3 separate regions of the Mus musculus genome follow, and all the other regions are linked to region 1. Evidence: chromatin contacts called from public Micro-C and promoter capture Hi-C data. All regions are on one chromosome and are shown on one strand. The core of a region is the stretch at or near the end of the contact, and the rest is flanking DNA. Distances in the headings are between cores, read along the strand shown.

What was found. Promoter capture Hi-C pulls out the DNA fragments that hold promoters and counts their contacts. A called contact is a pair of places that touch in the nucleus more often than the background predicts.
Region 2: a contact with region 1 is called in a Micro-C map of the G1E-ER4 cell line. The contact joins the enhancer-like site here to the promoter of Tsc22d3 in region 1. A contact is called at or near these places in 10 of 39 promoter capture datasets (the 3T3-L1 cell line, 3T3-L1-derived adipocytes, the C10 cell line and 5 more), 1 of 15 datasets of contacts at CTCF or cohesin (large pre-B cells), 16 of 484 Hi-C or Micro-C datasets (the G1E-ER4 cell line, brown adipocytes, cerebellum and 6 more) and 2 of 9 other capture datasets (adipose tissue and embryonic stem cells).
Region 3: a contact with region 1 is called in a promoter capture Hi-C map of pre-B cells. The contact joins the promoter of Prps1 here to the promoter of Tsc22d3 in region 1. A contact is called at or near these places in 17 of 39 promoter capture datasets (the 3T3-L1 cell line, 3T3-L1-derived adipocytes, the C10 cell line and 11 more), 7 of 484 Hi-C or Micro-C datasets (CD8 T cells, the HL-1 cell line, bone marrow-derived macrophages and 3 more), 10 of 115 datasets of contacts at active chromatin or transcription factors (the 230-238 cell line, effector CD8 T cells, embryonic stem cells and 5 more) and 4 of 9 other capture datasets (adipose tissue, liver, macrophages and 1 more).

The regions. Positions count from the first base shown.
Region 1 is chrX:140,598,412-140,602,280 of GRCm38.p6, reverse strand. Tsc22d3 (TSC22 domain family, member 3) reads left to right here and starts at 1,759. Exons shown (of 4, transcript NM_001077364.1): 1 at 1,759-1,844; 2 at 3,723-3,869. The coding sequence starts at 3,840.
Region 2 is chrX:140,406,100-140,409,968 of GRCm38.p6, reverse strand. The region is part of intron 12 of Frmpd3 (FERM and PDZ domain containing 3); the gene reads right to left. Among named protein-coding and RNA genes, the nearest start is that of Gm32113, 22 kb to the right of the region's middle. Within about 2 kb of position 1,853, at least 1 of the 459 cell types and tissues checked has an H3K27ac peak or open chromatin away from gene starts, as enhancers often do. A contact at or near this core is called in the G1E-ER4 cell line, where this site is marked.
Region 3 is chrX:140,454,582-140,458,450 of GRCm38.p6, reverse strand. Prps1 (phosphoribosyl pyrophosphate synthetase 1) reads right to left here and starts at 1,848. Exons shown (of 7, transcript NM_021463.4): 1 at 1,588-1,848. The coding sequence starts at 1,709.

The DNA of each region.
Region 1 (3,869 bases), core at 510-3,009:
TGGCTGTTGAATTACTCTAAGAAGTAGATGTGTTTCTTTTTTGCCCCACCCAAAAAGCCACCATCTTTGTCTGCTAGTGCCCCAGGCCCCTGCATTCTGAATCTATGCAAGACCATTTGCTTGGAATCTCTCCATCCACTACAGTGTATGACAGTAAAGCAAGGCTTCACAGAGGAGAGCCCAGGAGGCCCTGTCCAGTCAGCCTTCCCTCACGAGGTATGCAGTCTGTCAACACAGGCTGGACTTGTATGCACAGAAATGGCGGCTCTCTGAACTCTATCTCTGTACTATTTAGATTTTTCTGTGTCCCAACTTTATTTGCTCTTGATCAGTCTTGATATGTTGGGCAAATCTGTCCCGAATTATTAACAATACTTCTTGAGAGCAAGGACTACACAACAGGGAAATGTCAAGGGGACAAAAATCTTGAATTTAATGGTGCCAAATGTCAAGAAGAAAATACTTCCACCAGGGCCTCATCCCAAGGTTACACAAAGATAAGAGGGCTCAGGCAAACATAGAAGCAAAAGGTCTAGCTGTTCCCAAAACGCAAATAAACATTTATGGAACTAATATATTTTATTATAAGAGTTAACATAAAATAATTATAAACAAGAAGGAAAATAATAAACACTGTAATTAAAAAACAATTCAGAAGGCTATAAATCTACACAATGCAGATGAAATTTTATATTCTACTACCTCCTCTGGCTTTTATCCAAGAACATTTAAAAAAAAAGAAGAAGGAAATACAAGAAAAATGACGTGATGGGCTTTTAAGAGAAAAAAATAGAAGTTTCATAGTCTATGGGGATGTATATATACTCGGGTATAGTGCTTTACGCAATAGCCACAATCCTCTTTCATCCTGGGCCTTGGGATCCTCTCAGGAACTGGAGATACAGCACGATTTGGGGTCTCTAGCCACTATAGCACAGAGTACTGCCTTCCCCAGTTACCCATATTTTGGGCCTCATGTAACAGTTGCAAAGAGTGGGAAACAGGAATTAGTTGGCTGCACTTTGCTCCTAATTAATTTCAGGGGTGGCTTGAAGGCTCGTTTTATGTGGCTTGTGTTTTTTGAGACAATCTCACTGTTTAGTTCAGCCTGGCCTGACACAAACAAGCCTGCTTCCGCTTTGCGAGTAGCTGGGATCTTGGGGTGCGCTCTGCCACAGTAGTCTAGGAAATTTCAAACGTATTTAAGTCACATTTATCAGGGTTCAGGCAACTGGAACTTCAGCTTTCTTAAAACTGAGCAACTCTTGCCCCGGCTTGGAGTCCCAGTGGATTCTTCCACCAGGAGGCACCTGTAGTGTCCCGCTGAGCGGCGGAACCTTACACGGGAACAGAAAATAGTTCAGGTTTTGGGCAGAAGATGGCAGCATATACTGCTGTATTTCAAATGCCCTGGGTTCTTGAATGAAGCAAATGAAGGGGGCGGAGGGGGGTTGTAAAGGAGTAGGAATAAATAGAAATTTATTTGGGTTTTATATAAAAACCCCCTGAATATTGTGAACGGGTTTTCATTTGTCCAAGACTCAAAAACTGCTCAAATGCTCCGCATTCGACATGTTCTAAGTTCTGAGACATTCTAAAAAAGCTGTCTTACATGGTCACCTTGCGCGTCCCCGCAGCTCAGACAGCAGGGGCATCACCCCAGGGCACCAGGCTGGCCCCTATATGTGCCCTTTCACTATACCTCCGCCCCGGGTTTATTCTCCCAGATCCCTCCGCCGCCATTACGGGACAGACGCATCACTCCCCTTCTCACTCTGCGTGCGTGCGGGCTGCTGGGCAAGTCTCTCGAGGGGTCGACGGAGCCGGTTTACCTGAAGTGGCAGGTAGGGGGCTTTGGGACGCGAGGGGACAGCTTTCTGGGGTCGGGGCGCATGGAGAGAGCAGCCAAGCTGAGTGAGGAGAAAGAGGGGCGCTAAGGTGAGGTGCGGGGAGAGAAATCAAGGAGGGAAATAAGAGGGGAGGGGGTCAAGGCGCGAACGGAGAAATGGAGGCGAGGGCCGGCCAGAAATGGAGGGGCGCGGCGACACACGGGAAGGGGACAAGGTGGGGGAAAGTAAGGAGTGACCCGGCCCAACATGGGAAGAAACTTAGAAAAAGACGCCCGGTGCCCAAAATAGCGGGAAGAGCGGGAGACGCGCGGCGAGGGAGGAGAGGCAAGGCCCGGGGGAGCCCGCAGCGCGGACAGCGGGGGACCGGGAGTGATGGCGTCGAAGGGGACTCGGGGCTGAGACCCGGGGTGGGGAGCGAAACAGAGCTCAAGAGGAGGGGGCGGAGGTGACAAGTGAGGAGGAGCGGGCTCGGGCCGCTGGGGACTCGGTTCTTGGGAGTTTGGAGTTGGGGCATTTCTCAGGTGCTTGTGTTTTCTGGCACTTTCTGGGGGGTGGCGCCGCCGCCGCCACAGCCACCGCCGAGGCCTCGACACTTGGGTCTCTTGGCGCTTCCCAAAAAGAAAAAGAAAAAAAAGGAAAAAAAAAAAAAAAGAAAAGCCGGGCTGCATGGCGGGGCGGGCGGGCGGCGGTTTAAAGGGCCGCTCTCGGACGGCCGCCCGCTGACTCGGTGGCTCTCGACAGGGCCGCGAACGCCGGCGCTCCGGGGGACACCCCCCTCAGCGAGCGGTGGCGGTGGCGGCAGCGGCCCCGGCGGCGACCTTTGGCCCACTCGGGAGAGCCCTCGAGACCCCGTGCGGTGAGGGGGCGGGGGCGCTGCGTGAGTCTCAGGCGCGGTGGGGGCGGGGAGACGGGCGGACAGATAACTGCCGCCGGCCGGCCAGGGCCGGACAGGAGAGGAGCGAGCGGCTCCGCGGGGGACACCAGACGACAGCGGGAGGCGCGCGCTGCTGGACGTCCCGGCCATTCAGGCGGTGAGCGCCAAAGCCACCCAGCGCTGCTGAGGCGCGCGTCGCGGGGGAGCCGCTTGAGGCGGGCTCCTCAGGAGCACGGGCGTGCGAGTGAGCGGCCGGCGGGCGGGCGGGCGGTGTGGGGAGCGGAGGGAGGAGAACTCCGCGCGCCAGGGGGCCCCCTCAAGCTCCGGCCGGGGAGGCGGCGGCGAGTGGCAGAGGCGGCGGCGGCGGCGGCGGCGGCGGCAGCGCGTCCTCCGCCTGCCCCTCGGGGCTCATTTACATGCTGTCACGGCCCCGGCGCGGACTCCTGAGCTCGCGGCTAGCTCACACGCTCGCCCTTGGGCCACCGGCCGCGGCCGCCGGCGCCGCCACCGCTCGAGCCGCGGAACCCCGCGAGCCGGGAGAAGCGGGGCTGCCGCCGCCGAAGGGCGCGCGCGCTGCGGCTCTCTCTCGCTCTCTCGCTCCCTGGCCGCCCGCCCGCCCTTCCTGCCGCCTCGCACGCAGGTCCGGCCGGAGCCACGCGCGCACTTGGGAAAGTTGGGAGTGCGTTCGGGGTGGGGGGGGGGCGTGGGGGGGGGACGCACGGGGATCCTCCGGGGGAGGGGACGGGGAAGAGGGGGGCCGCCGCGGCTGCCGGAGCAGGGGGAGGAGGAGGAGGAGGAAGTGAGCCCGCAGGAGCCGCTGGGAGCTGTTTGTCCAGCTGTTTCTATTCGCACCCCGAGCGCTCCAACCAGAAGGGGGCCCGAGCCGACCCGCGGCGGGCACGGCTTTTTTTTTTTCTTTTTCTTTTTTTTTTTCTTTTCTTTTTTCTTTTCTTTTTTTTTTTTTTTTAAGGCGCTAATTTCTCCAACTTTGCCCGCAGCTTGTTTTTCCGGGCACCCTGGAGTCCCAAAAGGCTAGCTCCGCAGGTGCGCACCTGCCGGCCGCCCCCGACCTCCCTGAGCAGGCCGCCGCCGCCGCTGCCTCCAAGCCGGAGAAGATGGCCCAGCCCAAGACCGAGTGCCGCTCA
Region 2 (3,869 bases), core at 604-3,103, 190 kb after region 1:
GTCCCCAGGACTGGGCAGAAAGCTACATTACCTGCTGAACCATCTCACTTGCTCTCCTTCCTTCTTTTTGAGTGAGGATCTCCCTATATAACCCAGCCTGGCCTTAAACTCTTGATCCACTGGCATTATAGCCTCCTAAGTGCTCGGTTGGATTCTAGGCATCCATCCTTATGCACAAATACAATCCATTCTTTAAAACTCTATCCATTCTTTAAAACCTCTAATCAGTGCATTTTTATAAAATGATTTATGTATATGAGTACGCTGTAGCTGTATAGGTGATTGTGGTTGTTGGGAATTGAACTCTGGACCTCTGCTCACTCTGGCCCTGTCTGCTCTGGCCCAGAGACTTATTATTATATGTAAGTACACTGTAGTTGTTATGGATGTCATGGATGTAAATGTCATGTCATACATGCCCAGGAGAGGGCATCAGATCTCATTACAGATGGTTGTGAGCCACCATGTGGTTGCTGGGATTTGAACTCAGGACCTTCGGAAGAGCAGTCAGTGCTCTTAACCTCTGAGCCATCTCTCTAGCCCCAGTGCATTTGTTAATTGCTGAGTTATCTATACTCCAACCAAGCTATTAGTATAATGTTGTTATTCATCGTTTATTTTCCTGTGGAAAAAGATTGGATATTGCGTCCATTTTTTAGAGCATGGATTGGTAAGCCACACTGATACTTTTTGGTAACAAAGCTGGCATTGAATGGCATGCTTATCAATTAAACAATATTTTTTATGCTACTACATGAAAGCTGGGAATGTAGCTCAGTTTGTAGAGTACACACACAGCTTGCCTACTGTATATAAGACCCTGGGTGTGGTGGCACATAAACTGTGCATGGTGGCACACACTGTAATCATAGCACTTGGGAGGTAGAGGTAGGAAAACAATCACTTCATGGGCTTCTTGTTATCTCAGCTATAGAGCAAGTTTGAGGCCAGCCTGAGTGAGATACACTTAACCCTGTCCCAAAAGTAAAATAAAGGAAGGAAAGGAAGGAAAAAGAAAAATGTAATGAGTACTTGCTATTTTAAAACTTTGTTGGCATTAATTTCTTATTGTTGCTATAACACATGGCTCCAAATTTAGTAGCTTACATAATATATATCTATTCCTTTAAAGTCTTTGAGGTCAGAGGTCCAATACAAGTGCTACTGGGTTAAAAGTCAAGTGCAAGGCTGTCTGTGTCACTTTTGGTGGTCTAGAGTTGGATCTATTTCCTTACCTTCCCTGGTCCTGGATGTCACCCACACTCCTTGGTCCTTGGCTTCTTCCCTAATCAAGGCCATCAAGGGTGAGCCGAGTCCTCTCATTACATTGCTCCAACTTTCTCTCCAGATTCTCTCACATAGACCAACTCTATTGACTACATTAGTCCCACTTGACTAATTCATGCTAATCTCCCTATTTTAAGGTCAGCCGATTAGCAATCTTAATTGCATCTGCACTTCTTATTCCATTCTGTCATAGCATATTCACAGGTTTGGAGGATTATGGAATAGACATATTTAGGAGGGGATTATTCTACCTATTGTATGTGGTAAATCCTATTACAATTTATAACAATGATGACACCTAGTGGATAATTTCCCCCAAGTTTTCTCTTGCATTATGTTAGTTGTCCTAAGAGGGGCTGCCTGAAGCATTTATCATTTGGATTTATACCTTTGAGCACTCATATCATCTACCTGACCATTGCTCACCACCCACTCCTAAACTGCAACCTTTAGCCCCATCTATTCAGCACAATCTTCCATTTATCCCAAAAGGTAGTGTTATCTCACCACCTAGTCATGATGTGTTGGAGTTCTTTACACGGGGACACTGTTCTTTCTGCACATTGGATATGTACAGTAGGCAACAGGGCTGGGAATAAAACACACGCATTGTGAACAACAAAGGAGGGGCCACCCATGCCCAGCACGCGTTTCACATCTGTTCCTTCACTTGACAGTTACCTTGCTTCCGCCTATCTTACATGCTGGTCCAAATCAGCCTTTATTATGTTAGCCCTCTGCTCAAGGACCTACAGTGTGTTCCTACTAGTCAACCACATTGAATCTAAAGTCCTCAAACTTGCCTGGGAAGCTTTTAACTGACTTGCTTTGCCCGCCCCTAATCTCTCCAATCTCTTCTCTCCTTATTTTCCTCTCCAGCCAAGCAACTATGCTTATCGACCTGCACATATGGCTTGCTTATTTCCGTGCTTGCTCCTTGCCTTTGAACACATCCCACTTCTCTTTGCTAATTCATGCCTATCACTTCAAGATCCAGCTTAAAACACCCTCTCGAGGAAGCTAGTTCTGGTTAACTCCTTGTTCTTTTAATTCCATATTCCATACCACATTTATCTATGACATTTACTTCATATTGCTTTTTTAGACGGAGATTTATTTTAGTTATTTTTATTTGTGTGTGTGTGTATGTGTGTGTCTTCCCTGAGAGGGTAAACCTCATGTGATTCCAGAGTTTTGTAGGTTTGATGCTGTGTCAAGTTGGGTCATGTGTCCTTGTGATTCTAGTCACCCCAGTAAGAATGTAATTTCTCTGAAATGTTCATTCATGCTCACTGCTATGGGTGGATCACCCCATAGAAGCAGATCACCCTTTATTCAGGAGATACATACTGACCCCGATTCAGCCACTTTCCTCTCAGGCCTCTGGGCATATTGGCATGCCCACTCAAATTAGTTATATTACAAAATCATTTAGAGAAAATGAAAATAATAAATAAATCCTGAACTCCAACGAAATCAGTGTTCACTGAGCAGTGGTGACACACGTACGCCTTTAATCCCAGAACTCTGGAGGCAGACACAGACCTCGGTGAGTTTGAGGCAGCCCTGGTCTACAGAACGAGATCCAGTACAGCCAGGGCCATACAGAGAAACCCTGTCTTAAATTTATTTTTCTTTTTCTTTTTTTTCTTTTTTTTGGTAATTTTCAGAGTAGGGCCCAGGTGTCTATTTTTCAAAACCTCTTGTGGAATTTTTATTGTGCTACTGATGTGGAAAATCCACTCATGGAGTATTGAAAGCTGAAAACAAGAAACCCAAACCAACCTCTGTTTTATCCCCCTTCTACATGTCTCTGAGCCACACCCCACTGCATGCCCTGCCTACATCTCTCTGAGCCACACTCCCCTGCATACCCTGCCTACATCTCTCTGAGCCACACCCCACTGCATGCCCTGCCTACATCTCTCTGAGCCACACCTCCCTGCATACCCTGCCTACATCTCTCTGAGCCACACCCCCTGCATGCCCTGCCTACCTCTCTCTGAGCCACACCCCCCTGCATACCCTGCCTTTCCTCCCTCTTCCTTACCAGTTCACCTGGCCTTTTACCCAACAATGTCTGAGGAGAGTAGCAACCAAATGGTTGGGAAAGTGGCCACAAGCCAGTTAAACATTAGCACCAGGCAGGTTCCCAAGCCACTGTGAATCCTGGGAATCACAGGTGGGAAAATTAACATGTTAAAGCTTCCTGGGTTTTACAAACACAAAAATAAATGATTGGTTCTTTTTAGAAACAGCAAACACTCCACCTCTTAATCTGTTAACAACATGTCCTCCTGGGCAATCCTTTAAGAAGGGAAAGCTGTCCCTCCTCCTGTGTGTCTCTGCCAGCTGGCAGGCAGGCCTGCACCGCCCCCCTTCCCCCCCCCCCCACAACAGGTCACTGTATTCAAACAGGAGAGCTGTGGAGGGGGTGGCTGACCATTGCTGCCAGACTTGCAGAGGCAGCGACAGCTGCTTGCCAGTCTGAAAGTCTCGCTCTATGGGGAAAATGCTGAGGTTCGAAGAGAGCAGGGCTCTGGGAAATTAAACAGGAAGTTGGCTCTGATTGTTCCTCTACT
Region 3 (3,869 bases), core at 599-3,098, 140 kb after region 1:
GATGCTTTCAGTGTTTGCACTGCCATTTGCATCACAATTAACAGCATGCTAGTCCTGGAAGCAGCCATTATTACAGATGAACTTTAACTAACACACACAGAAACAATTTAAAGGAAAGACTACAAGACGTTTAGAAATAATCAGAAAGAATAAATCTTATGTAATTTAATTGATCATTGGTTTAAAAAAAACTGACCCCTAACAGCTGACTGAAAGATTGTAGACTGTGGAGGTAGTGATGGCGCAAGTCTGCAAGCCCAGTACTAAGCAGGCAGTGAGAAAAGCAAGAGGATAAATGTTTGAGTCCTGTAGACTACCCCCCAAAACAAACAAACAACCCTAAAACCAAAATTAAAATAAGTGAACAAAAAAGCATTATTGTTAGTGTTCTTGATTTCATCTACTACAGGAAAACAATACAGTGCTCTAGAGGATCCTGTATATAGCTGGAAGGGGGCACTAAAAGAAGCACGGTCCAATAGTGCATGTGGATGATGACTGGGGCTAAGACAGTTCTGTTAGCAATTTTTCGGAGACCGTCTCACTACATAGTCCTGACTAGTCTAGAGTTAACTATGCAGACTAGGCTTGCTTCAAACTTGCTTCTCCTGCTCTTGCCTAGTGGCATGCGACAGCACACCAGTGCTGGGCCACGAGTTTTATAGCAGAGCACCAAAAAGACGACATTCAAATTTCCCTTTGCTGTTTGAGCTAGCTCTTCCACTGCGTTATTATTTTGTCACTGAACACTCACGTGTAAGTCGTTCCCTAAATCCTCACGCATTTAACACTAAGAAGTGGCTACAATGGAGGAGGGGCGGAGTGCTTGTATTATTATGTCTGCCAGTAGCGGAATTGGAAACCGTCAAAAATTCGAATTCTACAACTAAGGTTTCCCTATTTTTTTGGGATGACTTAAGCTGAGATGTCGAAGATCAAGGATGTTGAGCTCAAAGCAACCACTTTACCCCATCTACTGAATTTAACTTAAGGGTGGTTTGATTCCTCGACAGACAGGATAGGAAAAGCCGACACCGTGCCAGTCTAAGGGAACGTGGTAACGTTTTCGCGCCCTCAGAACACAATGTTTCCCAAGACCAAACCAGAACGCTACCATTTCCAACCAAAAAGCTTTTCAAATCTAGGAAAAAGACCACGATGGGGCTCAGAACGCCATAGGTTCTCTGATGTACACCAGTCGACGCGCGGAAAGTGAACCGAATCCAATCTACTGGCTCCACAGTGAAGCGACAAGCCACGTGTCCCCATGCCCAAAGCTAAGCGCCCGTACACCTCCAGACATTCCAGGAGGCCATTACCCCCCGACATTAGATCCTCCATCCCCAACCCCCAAACGTAGCGGCCTCAGCTCCCATCTCCATCTTGGCTCCACCTAACCGCGCGCAGCGAGGATGAACGCGACCCTCTCGGGAGGTAAAATAACGGAACAACCCGCGAGGCAAGCTAACCTCTGCTGCCCCTTTCTGCCCATCCTCTGCTGCCAGGAAATCCCACGGCCGCTCCATCCCCCGAGTTGCCATGGCCTGGGCAGGTCAGGTACACTCAAGGTACCAATTGCGTCCTTACCAGGTCTCCTGGTTGCTGAATTTCTTAGTCACCACCTTGCCTAGCTCAAGGCCCAGGCGGTCAGCGATTTTCTGGGATAAGTCCTGGTGGGAGCTCCCGCTGAAGATTTTGATATTCGGCATCTTGGGTAACTACCTCAACGTGCTCAGTGGTCGCCGCCGCCGCCGCTGCCAACACGGGAACGGAAGTCAGCAGGCAGTCTGAACACCAACAGTACCGCGTTGCTACTCCGCCATCTTACATTCCCGCCCAGCGCGCGGCATTAAATTGCCCAGGGGGCGGGATTACAAAGGAAGTTCTCCACCCAGCCTTTTCTGATTGGTTGGACGGGTGTGAGGGGCGGAGTCTTCCGGTAATGTTGCCGCCCAACCACTCTCTGGTAATTTGTTCAGAGGCGTGAAACGGGTTAAATTAAAGCACTTTTTACATCACAAAGATAGCCACAACGCAGGCGCATCGCAGGCAAAGGGCTTGTTTACCAACTCTAAATACCAAGTGTACTTTCTACCTGGAAGGCAAGCCCTAGGGGAAAGTGACTGAAGGTGAGTCACCCTGGGACAATGCGAGAGAAAGTTAATGTTTTGTCCTTATCACTGGATTCTAGTTTGCTCAATTAGAGAAGGAGTGTGGCTTTCCCCAAATATCTGGGTGATAAAATTATGATTAGCTAAAGATTGGAAGAAGAAAAAGTAAAGTATTATCCATGAAGAACCCTGAAAGAATCAGCATAGTGTTTAAGTCTGCCACAATTACAAGGTAATCTGGCTAACCTAGCCTTTTACACACGCTAACTGGACCAGTGCAAACTTGTGCAAACTAGTGCAGACTCTGTTTTAACAGTATTCCAGACAGCCATGAATTAGATGTAAAGGAAGAGTCACACAATTTTAGAATAAAAAAAAAATCAGTACCAAGGTGGCATACACCTTTAATCCTAGTATTCTGGAGGAGGCAGGCAGGCAGATCTATGTCAGTTCTAAGCCAGACTGATGTACAAAGGGAGTTCAGGGCCACCAGAGATATATAGTGAGATCTTGTCTCAAAGCAGCAACAATCAACAAAACCAAAATCATGACTACCAGGTATGGTGGTACATGCTTATCATCTTAACACTAAGGAGACTTAGTCAGGGGGGATCATGAGTCCCAAGCTAGCCTCGTACACACAATGTGACTCTGAGCCAGGCGTGGTGGCTCACACCTTTAATTTCAGCACTCTGGAGGCAAAGTGAGATCCAGGACAGCCAAGGAGATACAGAGAAATCCTGTCTCTAGGATTAAAGGCATGCAGCATCACTGCCCAGCCAGGCTTTGACAGCTGGGCACATTGGAATTATCAGCACTTATGAATTGGGCTTATCTCTATGAGTTCGAAGCCAGTCTTGTCTAGTGAGTTCCAGAACAGCTAGAGCTACATAGAGAGCCCCCTGCTCTCTCTGTATTGTTGCTCTTAAAATTGTCCGGCAAGGAGCTAACCCAAACCACTTTGGGGACTGAAGAGATGGCTCAGCGGTTCAGAACAAGTATTGCTTTTGCAGATGACCCACATTTGGTTCTCAGCACCCACATCCAAGTGGCTCATAACTGCCTGTGATGTCTCTGCCCTCCAAGGGCATCTGTATTAATATGAAACATTGTGAAAAATAATTTTAAAAAATGAATCTTAGAAAAAGTGGGGCTGGAGAGATGACTTAGTGGTTAAGGGCACTAGCTGCTTTTTCAGAGGACCTGGTACTCCCATGACAGCTCACAACTGTGTGCATGCCAGTTCCAGAGGATCCCACAGTCTGACACAGACATATGTCAGGGCAAAACACCAATGCACATAAAATTAGAAAACAGTAATTTTTTTTTTAAAAAAAGAAGGTTTGTGAAGTATACTCTTATGGTGGGTTCTGTAGGTTTAACATAATTCAGAATAAGTGCTCTGATTGCCTATATATCAGGCCCTCTGGAGCATGGTGATATAAAGAGTGAACAATGCGCAATCCTCTACCCTTAGAAGGCACAAAATACAAAAGAAGCTTAATAGCTTGGTATGGTGGTGTGGCCCCATAATCCCAGCACTTGGAGGTAAAGAAACAAAATCAAGTTGAGGATCTAGAAAGGATCTTGCAGGGAATGGGTCCCATGAGACCCAGGCTGGTATCCTGAAGAGAAATTACACAATAAGGTAAAACCAAAACCAAAGAAGAGGCTTGGCAAAGGGCAGGCATGGTGGATGAATGCATAGAGGGGGAGTGGGGAAGGGAGGGTGTGTTGAGAGATCAGGCGAGATGAGCA